2 separate regions of the Mus musculus genome follow, and region 2 is linked to region 1. The links are chromatin contacts, called in public Hi-C maps. All regions are on one chromosome and are shown on one strand. Each heading gives the region's core, a stretch centred on a gene start, on an enhancer-like site or on the middle of the called end of the contact. The rest is flanking DNA. Distances are from core to core; before and after follow the strand shown. Region 1 holds the start of Cyb561d2 (cytochrome b-561 domain containing 2). Region 2 holds the start of Csrnp1 (cysteine-serine-rich nuclear protein 1).

Evidence for each region. Hi-C and Micro-C count contacts between places; a contact is called where the count stands out from the background.
Region 2: a contact with region 1 is called in a Hi-C map of B cells, with 5 read pairs. The contact joins the promoter of Csrnp1 here to the promoter of Cyb561d2 in region 1. A contact is called at or near these places in 1 of 39 promoter capture datasets (maxillary cranial neural crest) and 1 of 484 Hi-C or Micro-C datasets (B cells).

Annotation. Positions count from the first base shown.
Region 1 is chr9:107,540,843-107,543,615 of GRCm38.p6, reverse strand. Cyb561d2 (cytochrome b-561 domain containing 2) reads left to right here and starts at 1,423. Exons shown (of 4, transcript NM_001357289.1): 1 at 1,423-1,581; 2 at 1,966-2,119; 3 at 2,576-2,613. The coding sequence starts at 1,993. Nprl2 (NPR2 like, GATOR1 complex subunit) reads right to left here and starts at 1,407. Exons shown (of 11, transcript NM_018879.2): 1 at 1,163-1,407; 2 at 543-634; 3 at 280-448; 4 at 1-109. The coding sequence starts at 1,240.
Region 2 is chr9:119,982,311-119,985,031 of GRCm38.p6, reverse strand. It overlaps Csrnp1 (cysteine-serine-rich nuclear protein 1), which reads left to right and starts at 1,253. Exons shown (of 5, transcript NM_001357562.1): 1 at 1,253-1,413. Gm33800 (a long non-coding RNA gene) reads right to left here and starts at 1,187. Exons shown (of 4, transcript XR_871355.3): 1 at 1-1,187.

The DNA.
Region 1 (2,773 bases), core at 174-2,673:
CAATGGGCAGAGTGCAGCGGCCGGAGGCATTCAGCTCTTCCAGCAGGATGGTCATGATGGGCACCAGCTTCTGCTTGCTCTCCTCGTTGGATACAAAGCTGCTCTCAAGCTGGGGAAGACACAGACAGCACAGTGAGTGACCACACCTCAGGCTCCCTGCTGCAGCAACATGGAGCTAGCTGCTGGAGGCTGGGGATTCAAGACACAGGAACTCTCTCCCCACCTGTGCCCACCACGGACGCACCCACCCACCCACCCTGGCCCCATCTTGCTGCAGACCTCCAGCGTGGTCAAGTAGCCGGCCAGCTTTTTAACGATGGGTTCCAGGGCACAAGTCTTAGCCTGAGCGTCACACACAAAGCCCAGGTTGAAGAGGAGAGCATTGCGGCTGTACTTCTTGTGTTCAATGCACACGGGGCAGCCAATCAGCTTCTTCTCCATGGCTGTGCTGGAGAGGTAGAACAGAGTCAGCCTGCCCCGCCCCCACCCCCACCCCCAAGCCAGGCTGGGACCCCTCTCCTCCCACCCAACTAAAGCCTCACACAGTGATGAGCTTGTTCTGTAACTCGGGCTTGGTGATGATGTACACCTGGACCGTGTCAAACAGTTCTCGCGAGATGAAATCCTCAGGGACCTGGAGAAGGCAGCCATGAGAGAGAGCTCCCTCAGTGGACGTTGGGTCCGGGCAGATTTTTACAGCCCACCCAGGCACAAGTCCCTCTACCGTTTTCTTCCCTCATCCACCCAGTGGTCTACTTTGTGCTTCCAAACACATGCTATGTTTTGGCAAGCTCCCTTGGCTTTTGCGTTCACTATTCCCACTACCTGGAATACCCCTTTCTACCCTCACCTAACTTTTATATATCATTTGTCTTGGTCCAGTGTTTCTCTTGGGTCATCTAAACCTTCATGAGCCTTAGCACCTCCCCGAAACCTATAGCCTGATTCTGTTTGGGGGACAAAACTCCTCCCCCACACTAGAACCTGATTCAGTTTGGGGGACAAAACTCCTCCCCCACACTAGAAACCGGAGACCTGGGTCTGTGTACCCTCTCCATTCAATGGAAGAGACACGCGTGGATGAACCACAACCCCTCCAGGCGGCCAGCTGAGCTCCAGAGAGCATCCCTCCCCTCGCCTAGTCCGGGAGTGTGGAAGGCACCTGATAGGTAATTTTGGGTCCCAGCGTTGGGTGGAACTCGCTGAAGAATATACATTCGATGCGGCAGCTGCTGCCCATGGCGCTGTCTGGATCCAAGTCTGTAATCCCTGTTTTTCGTGTGGGGATCGCCTCTACGCCTTGGAATACCCTGTCAAAAAGAGAAAGAGGCCCGGGTAGGTCACACAGGTTTGTGAGCGCAAACCCAACGAGCCGTCAACTCAACAGCGCCTGCGCAGGGCGACTCAGGGGGCGTGGTTGCCGCTGGATGGGATGGGAGGGGGCTTGTCCCAGGAAGTCTCGGGTGGGTAGACATCGCACCCGGAAGTGAAGCTACTCCGTAACGGAGCGGTGGCGCGGCTGGCGGGGCCGAGGGTCCAGTTTATTTTGGAGGAAGTCACTGCGTAGAACCTGAGAAGCAGGTGAGGAGGGCAAAATTCTACGGTGGAGGTACAGCGTGTCAGGTGCACATGGGGAGGCAGTGTGCAAAGAAATTCACGCTTAGGTAGGGAAGCAGCTGGGAAATACAATTCCCGTAGTGCTCCACGCCTTCCGTTCCGGCTAACGATGACGTGCTGCATTCTGGGATTTGTAGTCTTCCTCCTCCCACTTGGAAGGTGCGATCGTTACCACTTCAAATACAGGTGTTTGACAGGTAGACTGCTAAGTTGGGACTGTTAGTGCCGGCACTACTCTGCTCCTGTCATAACTTCTCCGGGAAAAGGTGCCATTTCTGTCCTGAGTTACTGTCCCCAGTGAGGGGCGTGGACAGTGGGCACTCTTGCCAACGCCTACGATGCTTTCAGGCTGTGCAGCTATCGGCTGGGCTGACCATGGCCCTTTCTGTGGAGACGGAGTCGCATATCTACCGAGCTCTGCGCACTGCCTCTGGGGCTGCAGCCCACCTCGTGGCGTTAGGCTTTACCATCTTTGTTGCTGTGCTTGCCAGACCTGGCTCCAGTAAGTAGAATTCATAGTCCACTTATGGGAAGGGAAAAGCTACTTCTCTTGGGGAACAGGGGGCAGTAGGAAACGATGGGCGTAACTCCTGAGAACAGGATTGACTGGCTGAAGGATATTCTCTGTTGAACGTATTTAACGTCGTGGGAAGAGCAGACCAGTGTGGGGGCTCTGCCCGCCAGGGCAAGCTTTAAGTACATGGCTTCTCTTCCTTTGATTTGGCATTTCATTCCTGACTTGTGGGGATGCTGGAGGAAGGAGCCGCCAGAGGAGTGGCAGAGCGTGCTTTCTGTCCAGGGAAGAGAACAGGGGGTGGGTAAGATGAGCTTGTTACTGGAGGAGGCTCGCATTTTGACCCCTCCTTGGGTGATGGATGGGCTGTCCATCCCGGCTATAGAGCCTGGTATGCTGGTTTCTTTTTCCCTAGTTCCATGAGGCGCCCTCTTCTCATTCCAGGTCTGTTCTCCTGGCACCCCGTTCTTATGTCTCTGGCTGTAAGTAGTGGGTTTGGGTAGCTTTTAGGGGTAGAATGTGGGCGTTGTTGGTGGCTCTCAGAATCCTTGTAGGCATTTAGTGCCAGTGTAGACGAGCTGTATGTCCTCACTCCTGCTTCTGACGAATATCCAAGGCTTGAAAACGGTATTCATGACCCAG
Region 2 (2,721 bases), core at 4-2,503, about 12 Mb before region 1:
CCCGGCAGCTTCTGTGTACCAAAGCTGTGTGTTGAGGATCTCAGACCCCAGATTACCACAGATAAAGGGCAGGCTGACTCCCCCACCCCCACTCTGCTTGTCCTCTGTACACATGTACATCCAGGACTGAAGACTGAAGAAAGGGCCCGTCATCCTCCCCACCCTCGGTGCCATTTAGGCAGGACAGAAGGTCACCTCCCTACTACACCCGGGGGAGGGGAGAATGGAATCCTGAGGGTTGGACTAGCCACTGACAGCATTCATCTAGGACAGTCAGAAGAACCCAGAATGCAGCGGGAGCGGGGCTGGGAGGGGGAGGGTCGAGCTTCCACGAAGGCTTCCAGGAGGAGGAGGCAGTCCTTGCTGAGCCATCCTAGACGTTGTTGGGATTCCCTCAGGTGAGCAGAGTGAGGGTGAAACGTTCCAGGCGGTGCAGTCAGAACGGGAGAGAAAAGCGCTCTAGGTACTGGGTCGAACTGGCCCTGCCGTGGGCTGACGAGGACTCGGGTGGGCTCCTGAGAGAGAAGTTGACTGCTAGAACACACTTTCTTCTGCCTAGTAGTACAGGGAGTTGGCTGCGAGCCTAAGGAAGGTCTTGGCGGGAGCAGAGGAGGCAGCAATCCGCTGTAAGTAGCCAGGGTCCGGCCTAGGAGAAACCAGATTCTTTTTTTTTTTTTTTTTAAGGAGGGATGGGGGTGGGGAAGCTGGTTCCAGCAATCTCTACTTTAGGTATTGTTCGGAGTAAGGGCTCTGGCCCGAGGGCAGAGGTGAAGGCCAGGCCCTAGGATGACCTTTTCTTCTCTCCTCATCCCTGGCTGGTCTCCAGTCTGAGCTAACTTTCTGCGGGATCTGGGAAAAAGAGGTGGGGTGAGGGCCGGGGAAGGGTCCTCAGATTGAATTGATAATAATCTGCCCTGGGCGGGTGGAGGCAGGGGAGGAGCTTCCATCGCTCGCAGCCTCAGTCTACCCAGTCTGCAGCTCGGGACTGCTCGGCGTGGAGAAGCGGGCATCTCTAGGACCCGGCTCTGCACGAAGCTCGGCTCCGCGATCTTAGGAGCCGAGCGCGGAGCAGCGGCGTCGCGGCCCGGTCACAGTCCGCGGGGAGGCTCGAGGCGGGGGAGGGGGCGGTGCCTCCGGGGCGGGGCCGAAGGCTGCGGGCTGCGGGGCGGCCTGGCGGGAGGCCCGGCGTGCGTCAGCGCCGTGAGCCCCGGAGTTTTCCACTGACGAGGAGGGCGGAGCCGCGGGCGGGGCCGGGGCTGAGCCAGTCTCTCCCGCCGCCGCCGGACGCGCAGACCTGGGCCGGCTGCACCGACGGCCGCCCGGCCGAGCGCACTGCGGGTCGCTGTGTGCGCTGCGACCCTGGGGCCGGCACACGAGTGGCTTCGGTGAACTGGGCGAGCCCTGCTAGCTTAGGTGAGTGCCACGGTTCCTGAACGCGGCGGGATGGGAAATGGGGCAGGGGGCGTCTCGGGTGAGTGGCGCTGTCACTCCAGCTCCCCGCTGATCTCCCTTGGGTCCTCCGGAGGGGACGCCGGGATCCGGCCTCCGAGCCCGACTGGAGATCTGGCGCCTGGAGTGAGAGCCCACGGCTGCGAGGTGGCGGGGGGGGGGCAGGCTTCCCCTCCCCCGCCTCGTTGTGGTTACCCCAGATGTCCAGGCGCCCCAAAGCCGGGCGCAGGTGGCAGTGGGACGGGGCGCGCGTGCCCGCGGGTGAGTTTCCTTTTGACCTAGTTGCCTGAGAACTTTTCAGAAGTTACTCGCGTGGCCGGGGCAGGTGACATTGGTCGTCTTCCTCCTCGGGCTCCCTAGGGGGAGGGTGCCCGAGCTGCGGCGTGTGCCGGGCGCCCTCGGCAGGCGGGGGTCAGGGAGGGTTTGGAGGGATGAGTGAGGAATGAGCGAGGCTTGGTGAGTCACGGACCCCGGGAGGGAGGCGGGGGGGAGAAGGATTGTGTCGTATGTTCACCTGTCACCGTCACACTCAGAGGCCACTGCCGTGAGTCACCGGGGCGCAGCTACACCGACCACCCGCGGGCACACGTAGGCTCTCTCCCACGCACCTCTACTCCCTCTTCTGCATGCATTTCCTCTCCTTCCTCAGTTTCCCCTTCCCGGAGGTCCTTTCGCCTTCATGTACTGTAGAAAAGCCTACACCACAGCAACGGCCACACACTTAGTCACTCGGGTTGCCGATACAGTCACTCCCAGATGTAGCCCACCTTCCTGACAACAGAGAATTCCTCCCTCCTCTCTAGCTACCCACCCAACATCTCTGGACCGAAGTCTCAGCCTTCTGCAGAGAGTAAGTCAATACTCTCTGCCCCCAAATCTTTGACAGCCCCGCCCACATCTCCCGAGCTGTCACCAAATCCACCCCCTTTTCTCCTTTGCGCTTGTCCTGTCAGTTCACCTGGCCCTACCCTGTGTCCTACGGGTCACACCCTCTCTGGCTCAGGCGCTGAGCCATCTTTCAACCATGCAAATCTAGAATTGTCAGTCCTTACTTACGCACTTGGGTGGCTTCCTGTGCCCTCGGGCTAACACAGGCCCTCTTAGTTGCATCGCCACCAGAAGGCGCACTGGCTGTCCTTGCTCCAGTCCCTGTACCATGCAGTGTGACCCCCCCCCCCCAATCTGGAACTCTGCCAACATCCCTCCTTCAGAGGAGCCTGCCTCGTCCCCAGTTCTACCCTTCTTGCCTATCCTGTATAACTCCTACTTGAG